5 separate regions of the Mus musculus genome follow, and all the other regions are linked to region 3. Evidence: chromatin contacts called from public Hi-C and promoter capture Hi-C data. All regions are on one chromosome and are shown on one strand. Each heading gives the region's core, a stretch centred on a gene start, on an enhancer-like site or on the middle of the called end of the contact. The rest is flanking DNA. Distances are from core to core; before and after follow the strand shown.

Region 1 (2,700 bases), core at 189-2,688, 1.4 Mb before region 3:
AGGAGGAGAGTGCCAAAGTTAGTATGAGGCCAAGCAGAGCAATTCAGTCAGAAGCCAAGAGAAGCTGAATGAACCCGGTCATTCTGGAAGACTTAGTTGTCCGGAGGAGGATAGAAGCCTAGAACTTCGTGGGCTGCCCAGAGCTGTGGACTCACAATGCTTGGGTACCACGCTCATCTCATCCCATCATCCCAAGCATCCTTACCAACCGCTCCATCTCCCTAGCTCTGAAAGCTCTGTCTTTTCCAGAGCTTGATTTACTCCACCTGACAACTGTGAGGCAGGCACTATTTATTGCTGGGGGTGTTAAAGCAAAGAAAAGATGTTTCCTGACACCTGATTCCGACACTCTAGACAGCAGCTAGTCAACAAAGATATACTATAAACTGTATGTGTAATTTAAAAATTTCAAAGTAGTTGTATTTTAAAAGTAAAAAGACACAGGTAAAATTTAATAATATAGTTTATTTGACCCCCATATATACAAAATTACATAACATACTCAAATATGTAATAAATACAAAATATTTTTCTTTTCCTACAGACACATGCGTAATTCTACATTTTAATACATCTCAATTTCGGGGTATTTACCTTTCAAAGATTCAGTAAATACAAGAAGCTAATGGCCACCATCTGGGACATCGTTAATTACAGTTTACTTATTAAACTTTTTTCAAAGATGTATTTACTTATTTTATGTATTCACCGCTGTTCTTTTCAGACACACCAGAAGAGGGCATCAGAGCCCATTGTAGATGTAAGCCACCATGTGGTTGCTGGGAATTGAACTCAGGACCTCTGGAAGAGGAGTCAGTGCTCTTAACTACTGAGCCATCTCTCCAGCCCCCCACTTATTAATCTTAAAGTTAAAGTAGTACCCACTGAATCTCTTTCTCTTGGTTTTCGAGGACAAGCAAAAACAATGACAAAGAAGCCCTGAGCACTTGTTTGGGGGCAGGAAAGTCTGAAGACTCTTGCCCAAATACTTTGTCCTTCTCAAAATAAAGTGAAATCAATTGCACCTATGCAGGCGACAGTATATGTGTGTGTGTGTGTGTGTGTGTGTGTGTGTGTGTGTGTGTGTGTGTGTGTGTTTAATGAGATTCTCAGCTCAATTTATAGCTCAGGAGGTGTCCTTTAGCTCTAGGATTACGGGCTTGAGAGATCTTTTTAAAAGTAATTGGAGCCCCTGTCCCGCTGTCCCACCCAGGGCATCCGCCCAAGCTCCGACAATCCCCTAGCCAACCATCACCCTCCTTTACCCAGGACTGTCAGCGCTACCCCCAGATCCTGCCTGGTCAAGTAGGGACCAGCATCTACCCTAGGAGGCGCAGGTCACCTGCACGCCAGGGCGGTCCTTCGGTTGGGGTGTCTCCGCCTTTATCTCCTTAATCGAGGCCGGACTCTCCTTGTCTTCCTCTGATCTGGAATCCGATCCCGACTCAGATTTCGACTCTGTCGTGTCCGACTTGTCCGCCGGCTCCAATGGGGACCTTGCAGTGCCGCCATCCTTAGTGTCAGTAGAGCTGATGTCTACGGACTTCCCCAGATCAAACTTCACGTGACTGGTAGAGGAGGCGGCTTCCGGATTCGCGGATCGGTTCATTTCCGGCCACCGAGGAGCTTCGCGGGTCGAGGTAAGCTGGGCTTGCCCGCAGCCTGTCCTGAGTCCGCGTCCCGCTGGGGTGCCCGGGCCCTGCCCTTCAGCGGCCCTCTGTTACCTCCTTCCGGTGCAGACGCAGGCGAGGCGCCGGACTGCGAAACAAAGGGGGACGCCAACAGCCGTAGTCATGGCGGCGCCGCAGCCCAGCCAGGACCCCCAAAGCCCCGCGGCGCCTCCCGAGCAGCAGGAAGGAGCCGGCGACTGTGCGGCCCCGTCGCCCGATTCCGGGAGCTCCCCGGCCCCGGAGCTCCCCGGCGCGCCCGCAGCTTTGAACACGGCGCCCTACGCTGACGCCGCCCTGCGGCCCGGAGCCTCTCGGCCCGGCCCCGAGACCTTTCGCCAGCGCTTCCGGCAGTTTCGCTACCAGGACGCGGCCGGGCCCCGGGAAGCCTTCCGGCAGCTGCGGGAGCTGTCCCGCCAGTGGCTGCGGCCGGACATCCGCACCAAGGAGCAGATCGTGGAGATGCTGGTGCAGGAGCAGCTGCAGGCCATTCTACCGGAGGCGGCCCGGGCTCGGCGGCTGCGGCGCCGCGCGGACGTGCGCATCACCGGCTGAGCGGCGGAGCCTGGGGCTCCCTGGACTGACACCCTACCCCTGAGTTAATAAAAGTTGAATTTTGACAGCTCCCATGTCTGCTGTGTCTTGCGTTCGTTCTTTATTTATTGGGTTTATTTTACGAACTTGTTGCCCACCTTTCCAGCTGATAGCTAGAGGATTCTGGGAACCTGTAAGATTAAGGCTTTTGATTAGCTATTCCTGGACCACTGCATTTGCGCGAAGCTGTGCCCTTAGGCAGGAAATCTACCTAGATCTAGACCACATTCAGTTTTTCTAAACCTGCATGAGTTTTGTTTTGCAAAAGGCCATGTTAATGAGGTTTCAGTTTTCTAGCCTTCTATTCTCCCCTCTGCCTCACACTATCTAGTATCCGAGCTTCAGCAGATGGCAGTACACAGCGGTTTCGAAGCTGAGCAGTAAAATAACTGGCCCTATTAAATGCTTTATTTAGTTGGTTGTTGTGACTCATACTTTA
Region 2 (2,700 bases), core at 128-2,627, 2.0 Mb before region 3:
TTCCTTCTACTAAAGTGTGATGGGAAACAATATATTTAGACTATTAAGTGACTAATTCCAGAGCCTGTTCTCTACCATATTTTAGAGAAGTCGTTACTTCTTTAAAAGAAGCTGCGTAAATAGAAGTTTGTTTTGAAGTGACAATGGGCACTGTGCTCCTGGCCACAGATAACCCTTGGCTGGCCAGCTAAGTTCTAGAGAGTCTCCAGGAAGAAAAACTATTAACTTCAGTTCCCACCCTTCCTGTACAGCGACTTTTGAGAAAGCCAGAGTTAGGAAAGTGTGGTGGTGGAGAAGTGTGTGCTTAGGCCTGTGCCAGCTCATCTAAGTTTCACCCAACAAAGAGCACTCAGGTTTGTGAACTGCCCTGGACTCCAGACACCAGTCCTTGGACCGGGGAAGATAAAAAATATGACACAGCAGTTCACAAAGACGACAGGTTTTGCAAGAGCTGGGCAGGGCTGGGGGCAGGCCAAGGGCACCTTCAGGAAGTACTCCCCCCCTCCATGGCGGAACTGAAGGGAGGGAAGCCCAATTTCAACAGTCCAAACAACGGAAGGAGTCCAAATATAGCATTCTTTTCAAACCATCTAGAATCGGGCTGAATGGTGACAGGCTTGAAGATCACAGAATGGAGCAATGATAGGAGGCGTCCAGGCTCAGATCCTCTGGAGATGACCAGCGAGTGCATCTTTAAGTCCCCAACCTCTTCTAACCCATGTCTAGCGACTTTCTTACTAACTCACACCCTCTTAAGGTGGTCTTAGAACCGGCTCTCGAATCTTAAAGCTCACAGGGCATGTCTTCTTTCTCATCTAAGCGAGCAAGGACAGAGCCACCCCTCGCAATGTGCAAAGTAAACGCACTTCAGGGATTCCGCACCCGGCACGTGCGCAGTCTTCAGAAGCGCTAACTACTCCGGATCCTGCGGAGCAAACGGCGGGGGATAGCAGGGGCTCCGCTCGCTCCACTACGCGCCGGCCCCCTTGGCACCCCGCTCCCTGCTCCCATGGCCGCGCCCGGCCGATTGGCCGGGGCGAGGGAGACCCGGGCCCGTCCTCCCTCGCCGGGCCTTCTGCACCTTGTCGTCCCAGGCCGCGTCGCTCCGCAGCACCTTGCTCCACACGGACACCTTGAGGGCCCCGTTGGCCAGCTGCGGCTGAGGCGGCTCCTCCTTCCGCCGCCCGCCGCTCATCCTCCCGTCGCGCCGCCCGAGCCGGGCGTGGGGCGCGCGGGCCAAGCCGAAGGGAGTCGGGGTCTGGGACCGCGGGACTCGGCGCGCGGGGCGGCAGCGGTAGTCCGGGCAGCGAGGGACAGTGGCCCGCCGAGGCTCTGCTCGCTCTGCCCAGCGGCCGGCTCGCTAAGCTCCACGGAGCAGGCGCCGCCGAGGGAGGGGCGGGGCCCTGATGACGTGCGCACGCAGCCAATCGGCGGCCACGCGGCGGTCGGCTCCGAAGCTCGGCGACGCCTCGACGCGAGCGTCCCCTCCGGTGGGCGGAAGTGACAGAAGCTTCCGGCGGACGCCAGGGGACGGTGAGCGAGAAGGGACAAGTGCGGCCCGGAGGCGATCTGTGCGCGAGGAGGCGCTGTGAAGACTGAGGCACAGCCCCTCCGAGGAAAGCCGAGATTGTACGTTTCCTTGCCGGCTGAGCCGCGGCTCGTCCCCCGGAGCGACACAAAGAAGAAGTGGCCTTGCATCCTGCTCCGCCTCCCGAGCCGGGTCCTTGGTCCCCGGAAGCCCTGGGCTGCCCCACTGGAGTTACCTTCTGTGCGTTCTCTCCTAAACCTACACGTTATTCACGACTTTGTTCATGACTATGGAAAACAAAACAAAAACAAAAACCAAACCAAAGTTCCCTCGCCTGGCGATGGTGCAAGCCTGTCTACCTGCTGGAGGATGGTAAGTCCCCGGTCACGACAACCTGTCTCAACGGGAAAAAAAACAATTCTGTGAACCCTAACGTCTCCTCTTGCTCAGCGTTCTCTTCTGAGATCCGAATGTGAAGCTGAGATCCCAAGAGAGAAATTCTTTCCTAAGGATGAGGCAAGTTGAAACCAGGGGAGAACCCCACTAGGGGGAATAGAAAAGTAGTAGGTGTCGGGCTAGCTACCCCGTCCTCACTGTGTGTTGTTAGCACTTCCCAGGATGTGTTTTGAAAGGACAGAAGGAGCAGCACCCCCTGCGAACTTGTACAAAGACACGTTGTGGTGTACACTGTGACTCGTCTGCAGTCCAAACCCGGGGAGGAATGTTAGGCTGGCCTGGCTACATTCCAAGATCCCGTGCCCCGTCTGACCTGGGTTACACAGCGAAGCTGGTCTAGCATACAGAGTGAGAGATGCTGCCTCAAACAGACAAATGAGCAAAATCAGTCCCATCCTCCAGATGGTGCCACACAGGATGTGCTATGCTAAGGGATATCACTAAAAAACAAAAGAAAAGAAAAACCCCCCAAGAATTGTTTATTATGTATACATCGTTCTGGCTGCATGTTTGCCTGCAGGCCAGAAGAGAGGTTACCAGATCACATTATAGATGGTTATGAGCTACCATGTGGTTGCTGGGAATTGAACTTAGAACCTCTGGAGGAGCAGCTAGTGTTCTTAATCTATGAGCCATCTCTCCAGCCCGGAACATCACTTTTATGCAGTGAGTTTATAAAGGCAAAGTAATTTGCCTGGAATCATTGAGTTAGTAGT
Region 3 (2,700 bases), core at 61-2,560:
GGGGGGTAGGGGCTGGGAGGAGAAGAAACTGTGGTCAAGATGTAAAGTATATTAATCAATTAATTGATTAATTTAAAAAGATAAAATCTTATGTAGTCCAGGCTGGTTATGAAATTCTGATATTCATGCCTCTACTTCTCAAGAGCTAGGATGGTAAGTGCTACCACACCCAGCTCAGACAGACCATTTTGTAATTCCAGTAGACCAAAACAAAGACAAACTCAGTAATCAGGTATGAATACAAAAATCAATCAAGAAGAACATTTTGCCAACTACAAAAATCACTAAGTACTTTCCCCATCTCTTCTAACGTGAGGGCTTTTTTTCACTAATCATAGATTAATCCTCACTTGATTCTTTTTATGCAAGAAGCATTAAAAACTTGATAATTACTCTCATCTCCTGATAGCATCTACTTACTTGAGCAGTCCCTTCAGTCACCTGAGTGGATCACCTGACGCCCCAGCTGAGCATTCTTTCAAACAGTGGGGCTTTGCAGTTCCCTGTGGTTACAAACACAGGTGTTTTTTTGTTGTTTTGTTTTTTAACTACAAGCGCATACTCCGAGGCCTTCCTAAATGGCAGCTGTATCTCCCCAGGGAAAATAGATGATACATCCAGAATTGTCTAGCAAAGACTCCATAAACAAGGAGTCATGTACCATATAAGGAAGCTTTAGTCAAAAAAGGACACATAATTAATAGTCCCAGATGATTATATCGCCTAGGACGTTGTAGTGTCTTTACTTATATGGTATGAAGTTCGTCAACAAGTTAATTACCTACTCTACACATTTCTCAACATAGCCCCTTTATTGAGCTAGTTAAGACTATTTCGAAGCTTCCTGACAGACTGTAGCTTGCTGGGCTGTTTCTCCTCAGAGGACGGCTTCGTTCCTCGGTCTAACTATGGAAAACCAGGGAAGAATCTTCTGAAGTAAAAAGCTAGAAGGTTAAACTTCTCACGAAGTGAAACGCTTCTACTGAGGTGCATTCCTCGAATACTAGACCGATTCTAGGGGAAAGCGTGAACTCAGCTCCACGGGTTCATATTAGGGTTTCCACTAAGTTAAACCTGAAAAATGGCCCCAAATTCACTTTACAAGCAACACAGCACTTTTCGAACCTCTTAGGTAACCAGCAGCACAAGAACCCGAACATCCTGACATGTTTAAAACAGTCGTGCACGCCCTCGAAACTCCCGAAGCGCACAAGCGCCGGTCTTTTCTAGCCAAACTACAAGTCCCAGTATGCCCGGCGCCGGGGAGTCGCCGAATAACTCGCGCCACGAGAAGCACGTAAGGTTGGCTTTACTGTACGCCTGCGCTTTGGCGAGCTCTGCGCAGGCGCACTTCCAACGTTTGAGAGGAGGGCGGGGTGTCGCTCCCTTTCGCTGATGCAAGAGCCTAGTGCGGTGCTGTGAGAAGTATCGGTGGGAGCTACGCTGACTCCGGGCCGTGAAGCCGACCGGTTTGACTTTTCATCCCTGCCGAACCCGCTCGAACTACAGCCATGTCCGGGGACGAGGTGAGAGGCTGAGCTGGAGTTAGGGCTAAGGACTGAGGCAGGAAGCCGAACCCACACCTGTGTGAGAAGCCGGGCCTGCGGCCTAGCTGTAGCCGGCCGCCATGTGGAGCAGCCCGGCCTAGGCGTCCCGGAGCTGTGGAGCCGGCGAGGACTCTGGATCCTCAGACTTGGTCTCCCTCGGCTCTCCTCAGGGCGGCGGCGAGGCCTGTCTCCCACGGTGATCGGCGTTTCGGAATGGAGAGCGTGTTGAGCCGTCCTCTCGGAAAGGGGTTGAATGCCGAGTTAGTTTGCCCGGCCGCCCCGGCATTCCTTTCCTCACACACATAGCCGCCTCGGCTCTCACGGCTGAGGGGTCAGGGTGCCCTGCGAGGCCCCTCTCGGTTCCGGTGGAGCACCGAGGTTAAAACTTTGTAGGCTGCCTTTTCCGGGCGGATATCTCGCTCCCGTTTCCCGCTCGAGGCCTTATTTCTTAAGACAGGAACCCAAAGAGCCAGAGGAGAAGATATTTTAAGTCTCAGGAAGTGACCACCTTTCGAGAAAAGTTTTCGGGCCCGAGTCCCAAAGTTTCCTTTACAGGCGAGGTGAGCAGGAAGGTCCGGCTGTGAAACTGACTGGGTTTGGATCTCAGAATTTTTCAAGCCCCGTCCCCCGTTTTATTGTGTCTTTTTTTTTTCTTTTAAATCTTTTTGGGTTTTGCCTTTTCCAGATTTATCCTAGTTCACATACCATTAAATGACTTTAAAGAAAAAAGAGTGGTCTTGGCTTAGATATTGCTTAGCATTGGGCCTAGAAGCCTAATCCTAGCCCCAAGGAAGTACTTTACGAAGAATTTGTGACTTACTTGACTTACAGGCCTAGGGGAGGGGTAAGAGGAATAGTTGAAGGTTCTGTGCAGAGTTGGCTTTTGAATGGGCTCTAGAAATGATCAGAATTTTCTCAACCAATGAGAAAACTGATCACAAGGCGTTTATGGTCAAGAAGGGAGAAAGTGCATAGAAAGTGAAGTATTCACTAGTTTGGTTGAAGTAGATGCTGGTTAGTTTATGGAGGACTTAGGTAACTACATTAAGGAATTAGAGATTTGTTTCATGGGAACTAGTTCTAGTTTAAGTTGGTTTCCAGGGTTCAGTAAAATAAATTCCTGTAAGTCCATTTTAGAGATGAGCCAATTGGA
Region 4 (2,700 bases), core at 91-2,590, 1.1 Mb before region 3:
TCCGAACCCAGGCAACTCTACTCGAGAATTTAAGCTCTTAATCTTAGGATACTCGCACTGCAACGGGGGACAGTACTCTAGCCAATGAGGTGGACAAGCAAACTTCCTTTACCTAAGGAAGACCCATGTTCAAGCTTGAGAAACGATAACCGAGCAAAGTGTCTTGCTCTTAACCACTGGGCCCTCTCTCCAGCCCCTAAGGTATTCTACTCAATGTTCCAATACCAGAAGCATGGATTCAACTGACTCTTGATTTTTAATAGTTGTAGAACCCTAAGCAAGCCAGCTGACTTCTGTCTACGGTGTCACTGAGCCTGCAACGGCCCATGTGTGGAAGGCAGGCATGTCCAGCTGTAGGATCGGAGACCTGTCCCCCTCCCCTGGTTACCGTGCCGTTCAGCCTCTGAGCTCACGGGGACGCCATCCTTGTCTAGTCGTTTCTTGAACAGGTTGTGTTCCACATCCAGCTGCTGCTCCCCGGCCACGTCCATGGCATCGATGCTCAAGTCTGGAAACAGAGAGGCAAGCTAAGGCGCTACGACACCAGGGACCCGGAGAGCTGAGCTTTGATGGGAAAGATGTATCTTGAGGAAGAAATGGACTCGGGGAATGAGGATGGCCTGGCATTCACTCTGGGATCTAAGGCCAGAGGTGTAAATCTGGAAGCCCACCCTACGTCCAGGAGTCCAACTCCCCACTCACAATCGGGTACTCACAGGCACAAGGCATGTGCGGGAAAAGAACATCGATGTTGATCTTCAGTTTATCCCCCCGAGACTTGTCCACGTAGAGCTCAGGATGCACCTAGAGCATGTCTACCTCAGTCAGATTCGCCCCTATGCCTCTCCTCGCCTCTCCTCCCCTCTCCCACCTTTAAGGGTCCTGCCCTTAGAATGCCAGGCCCCGCCCACGCTCTAGGCCACGCCCCTCACCTCCGTAGTGAGATAATACTGCAACTCCGATAGGAAAAGCAGGAGCATGAGAAGGCCACTGACGATGGTCACTGCAGGGCGAGAGCGAGATTTGGAACGGCCTATATCCCACCCCTCAGCCCCTTAGCAGGCCACGGAGGGTCCGGGAGCCCGGGCCGAACGCGAGGACAGCTCCCTCCTTGCAACCCTGCCCGCGCCGAGACCTACCCGTGGCACCCCCGCAGGTCTTGACCCGGAAGTCCTCCAGAGTCTTAGGGTAGGCATCGAACTGCTTCAGCTTCCCCAGCGCCTCCATGGGGACCGGCCGGAAAGGGGACACCAGCCGGCCCGCCCCTCCAGCCTCCCGCTTCCGGCCTGGACCCGGGGTCACGCCCCTCGCTGTCTTGCGCAGGCGTAGCGGTGCGTAAGTGGGGCTCCACCCCCTCACCTGCCTCCTCAAAGGCAGTCTAGCTTGTGGACATTGTCACGCCTCCTCGCGCGGATTGGGCAGTGCTCCGAGAGGGGCGGGCTGGGAGCACAGAGGGCGGTGCTTGGGTGCGGAGTGACAGCACCTGTGGTAAGTGCCTCTCCTTGGACCTTTGGATCTCTTAGGACAGCGCTTCCAACTTGACCCCGCCAGAGCCACCGCAGCGTTAATTAGAATTGGTTCCAAACCGGGGTGGGCGCACTCTTTAATCCCAGCACTCAGAAGACAGAGTCAAGCGGATGTCTGTGAGTTCGAGTTCAGCCTGGGTTACAAAGAGAGTTCCAAGACAGCCAGGGATGTTACGCAAAGAAACCCTGGCTTGAAAAATTACAAAAGAAAAAAGAAAGAAAGAAATCGGTTCCAAGGAAATCATTGGTTCCCTCATTAGAAAGTCAAAAGTGGCTCCAAGGTGTTTCCAATGCGGTTAAGGCATGAGAATCTCTGCAGGGGGAAGTGGGTATTAACTGGCTTGCAAGGTGAAGGCATTTGCTGCCAATTCTGAGTTCTATACCCAGGACCCACATGGTGGAAAAAAACTGATTCTTGCAAAATGTCCTCTGACCTCCATATGAATGCCGTGGCGTGCCCTTGACTACACTCACAAAAAAGTAAATATAATCTATAAGTTATTTTTAAAAGAGAGTGGGTGTTAACTTTGCTTTTTTTTTCAAGCTTAAACTGATCAATAGTGGAACCCAGTTCTGGACTTCAGAGTACCCTGGGTTCTTAAACAGCGTCCAAGTGCTAATCCCAGTGTGGGTCAATAAATAAAATAAAGACGTTCGCTGATTCCACCCCTCCAGGACAAGGCTATGGAGTGGAGATTAAACAAACCCTTATTTGCTTTCTGTTGTAACCCATTAGCTCTAGACAGCTTAATACCGCTATAAAGACTAAAACAAAGTGCTCAATAGTTTTGTTTTAAGAAAGTGTCTTTCTGCTGCTCTGGCTGACCAGGAACACCTGGACTCCTGCCTCAGCCTCTTAGCGTCTCATGGGAGGTTTCTGTTTTGAAGATTTATTAACTATTTTTATGTGTGTCTACATGTGTTTATGTGTACCAGATGATAGTACGGGGCATTGGATCCCTGAAATCTGGACTTATGGGCAGTTCTGAGTCACCCAATGTGTGCTGGGAACTGAACCAGGGTCCCCTGAAAGAGCAGCCAGCAACCATGCTGTGCTCAGTCTCCATGCTTGAGCTTAAAGGTCTTGACGTAGAACTCTTGCTTCAGATAATAAATCCCACTTTAGGAATCTATTTTATGCTGTTGAATTCAATTTCCTGTCAACCTAAAGAGG
Region 5 (2,700 bases), core at 164-2,663, 1.3 Mb before region 3:
GCCAAATAAATATGGCTTTCAACTAGGAAAAAAAAAAAGGAAGCTGTGGGAAAAATGGGTGGGTGGGGGGTGCACCACATTTAGGAATGAAAGGATTCAGGAGAAAAGTGTGCCAGAAGTACTTGCTGCGCCCCAAAGGTGGTCTGTTTCCTGCTAAAAGAGGCGCATCTCAAACCTTAAAGGGACACTGAAAGCAAAGATACTCTCAGATAGGAAAACAAATCCCCTCCCCCCCCCCCCCGGAGAAACAAGGTAGCTTGGAGAACTCATCAAAGAGTGCAGCCCCAAGACATACTTAAGGACACGTTAGTGAAGCCCCTTACAGATGAAACTGCAAACTATGTGCCAGAAGCATCAGGATTTGGAGAAGAGCCTGAAAGGGGTGCGCATTCCACACTAAAGGACTAAGAAAAAAAGAACTGACCCCCACATTCACTAACTTCTGAAAACATACCAGAGCTGAGGCCTGGACAGAGGTCGTCCTCCCTGGAGTTGTGGGATATAATAATAATAATAAAGTATTAGATAACTTTGGTTAGTGACCTGATTTCTGAGGAACCTACTAACGGACTGGACCCCAAATTGAAAAGGGAAAACTGTTAATTAGGTTTGAATATAGGAGTGTTCCCTCAGTATGGGGGAGCAAAGAAAAGAGAGTATGATTTCAATCCGTTTTCAGGGACGGTTAGAAATCGAGAGAAAAATCCCAAGATTAGAGATTTTAAGAGTGGAGGGACGCCCAGATTTTCCAAACTACAGAGAAAGGGGACACTCCCATATACAGGGTCGTGAGGAAAGGGTGTGCTTCCCAGATCAGGATAAGAAAGGCACTTCACGAAAACCCGTCCCCGCGGCAGAGGCAGCAGCTTAGGCCTCCCCCTATCTCGCGGACTAAGCAGGGGGTGCAGCCTCAGCACCCATCCCCACCCCCACTGCCCCGTTCCGCGCCCCGGGCCCGCACCTCGCGGCCCAGCCCCCTCGGGCCCCGCTGATTGGCCTGAGCGGCCGTCATTCCCGCGGGTAGCCGCAGTGATTGGGCGACGCTCGCACGCCCGCCACGCTCTCAGCAGCGGTCCCCGGGCCTCCCTCCGGGGCTGGGTGATCCGGGGGCCAGTCGGGGAACAGGAGTGAGCCAGGGTCCCGCAGTGGCCGGGGCGTCCGTCCCCGGTCCCGCCCGCACAGCGCGCGCGCGGCACGGGGCCTGCCCCCAACACGGCCCCAACCAGCTGGCTTCGCGTCGCCGCGCCTCGCCACGAGCTCACCTCACGGCCCCGCTCCTGCTGCGCCGCTCCAGACCAACCGACAGAAGGACTGTGCGCGCTGCGCACCACGTGACCCCGGGGACGCGCCCAGCGTATCCCCCGCCCCCCACACACACGCACCATCTCCACCGCCGAGTGACGCAGCCTCCCTACAGCCCCGCCCCGGGCCCCGCCCCTCCCGGTCGCCAGGACGACAGCGCGAGCAAGCCACGCCCACCTCCCTGAAGCGGGAACGCCGAGTCCGCACTCACCCGTGACGGCTGAGGTCACCAGAAGCATTGGCCTGGGTGCTGCCTATGTACCCTCTTAGTTCTCCTTCTAAATGGTGGAAAGTCGCCCACCTCCCTCTACCCCGTCTGTCACCACGCTCCACGGAGATCGTAGTCTTTACAGCTCACTACTTTCCCTCTTCCAATCCGCTCTTCACACGCAAGAGCTTATCAGAACGACTTGTTCCTTCTCCAGAAGAAGAGCTAAATCTTCAAGATCGATTGTCACCAGTCCGCCCTCTGTGCTCTGCCCCTATCAAGTCCTCATCTGAACCTTCTCACCTCTGCCTTTGCTCTCTCTCATCCTTAGAAAAGGATTCCAACGGGAACTGAAAAGAAAAAGCCGAATTTTGTCTCTAGGGAGCAAGGTCCAAGATGCCGCCACAACAAAAAAGAGGTTTCTCCAGTGGGACTTAGCAAGTGCTAACGAGAAGTGGTAAAATTGCTATTTACTGAGGCGATCATGCTTTGATTTGACACTGGGAGCAACCAAACTTGCACTTCTTAAATTATGTCTAATCGCATCATGTCCCTACACTACTTGTCAATCTAAGCCTTTGCTCATCTAACCACACTTGATGCTGTTTTTGTTTGTTTGTTTGTTTGTTTCTGAAACAGTTTCAATATGTGTAGCCTTGGCTAGACTGGAAATCAGTGTATAGACAGGTTTGTCTTGAACTCACAGTGATCCACATTTCTGCCCCTGACATACTGAGATTAAAGTCATTGTTCACTGTTTTCGTGTAGTGCCAGCCTGTTCTACAGAGTGAGTTCCACCACAGCCAGAGCTATACAGAGAAACCCTGTCTCAAAAAAAAAAAAAAGTCATTCTTCACACAAAAGCATAGCTCTCCAAGCAAAACATTTGCCCCCCCCCCCCAAAAAAAAAAGCCGGGCGGTGGTGGCAGCGTACACCTTTAATCCCAGTACTTGGGAGGCCAGCCTGGTCTACAGAGTGAGTTCCAGGACAGCCAGGAGTATACAAAGAAACCAAAAATAAAAAATAAAAATAAGATAAAATAAAAATTTTATTAGTAGAGCCCAGGTGTGGTGGCTCCTTTAATCCCATACATAGAAAATTCTAGGACAGCTAGGGTTATGAAGAGAAAGCCTCTCTCAAAGAGAACACTCTCTTACCTCTTATTCTCTTGCTCTTACTCTCAGCCTTC

The links. Promoter capture Hi-C pulls out the DNA fragments that hold promoters and counts their contacts. A called contact is a pair of places that touch in the nucleus more often than the background predicts. Capture Hi-C pulls out chosen DNA fragments and counts their contacts.
Region 1: a promoter capture Hi-C map of liver shows a contact between it and region 3, with 2.7 times the contacts expected there. The contact joins the promoter of Scand1 here to the promoter of Eif2s2 in region 3. A contact is called at or near these places in 3 of 39 promoter capture datasets (liver and pre-B cells) and 1 of 9 other capture datasets (liver).
Region 2: a promoter capture Hi-C map of pre-B cells shows a contact between it and region 3, with 2.5 times the contacts expected there. The contact joins the promoter of Rab5if here to the promoter of Eif2s2 in region 3.
Region 4: a contact with region 3 is called in a promoter capture Hi-C map of pancreatic islet. The contact joins the promoter of Ergic3 here to the promoter of Eif2s2 in region 3. A contact is called at or near these places in 2 of 39 promoter capture datasets (liver and second pharyngeal arch cranial neural crest) and 1 of 9 other capture datasets (pancreatic islet).
Region 5: a Hi-C map of B cells shows a contact between it and region 3, with 5 read pairs. The contact joins the promoter of Phf20 here to the promoter of Eif2s2 in region 3. A contact is called at or near these places in 3 of 39 promoter capture datasets (cranial neural crest, pre-B cells and second pharyngeal arch cranial neural crest), 1 of 484 Hi-C or Micro-C datasets (B cells) and 1 of 115 datasets of contacts at active chromatin or transcription factors (embryonic stem cells).

What each region holds. Positions count from the first base shown.
Region 1 is chr2:156,311,442-156,314,141 of GRCm38.p6, reverse strand. It overlaps Scand1 (SCAN domain-containing 1), which reads left to right and starts at 1,438. Exons shown (of 2, transcript NM_020255.3): 1 at 1,438-1,640; 2 at 1,740-2,296. The coding sequence starts at 1,794. The coding sequence ends at 2,222. It overlaps Cnbd2 (cyclic nucleotide binding domain containing 2), which reads right to left and starts at 1,669. Exons shown (of 13, transcript NM_027585.2): 1 at 1,343-1,669. The coding sequence starts at 1,609.
Region 2 is chr2:156,861,799-156,864,498 of GRCm38.p6, reverse strand. It overlaps Rab5if (RAB5 interacting factor), which reads right to left and starts at 1,377. Exons shown (of 4, transcript NM_026124.3): 1 at 1,082-1,377. The coding sequence starts at 1,195. 5430405H02Rik (RIKEN cDNA 5430405H02 gene) reads left to right here and starts at 1,554. Exons shown (of 3, transcript NR_027914.1): 1 at 1,554-1,900.
Region 3 is chr2:154,891,516-154,894,215 of GRCm38.p6, reverse strand. Eif2s2 (eukaryotic translation initiation factor 2, subunit 2 (beta)) reads left to right here and starts at 1,310. Exons shown (of 9, transcript NM_026030.2): 1 at 1,310-1,526. The coding sequence starts at 1,512.
Region 4 is chr2:156,006,668-156,009,367 of GRCm38.p6, reverse strand. Ergic3 (ERGIC and golgi 3) reads right to left here and starts at 1,340. Exons shown (of 13, transcript NM_025516.5): 1 at 1,140-1,340; 2 at 933-1,003; 3 at 717-804; 4 at 389-508. The coding sequence starts at 1,227. It also overlaps a transcript of 6430550D23Rik not described here.
Region 5 is chr2:156,195,360-156,198,059 of GRCm38.p6, reverse strand. It overlaps Phf20 (PHD finger protein 20), which reads right to left and starts at 1,413. Exons shown (of 18, transcript NM_172674.2): 1 at 1,263-1,413.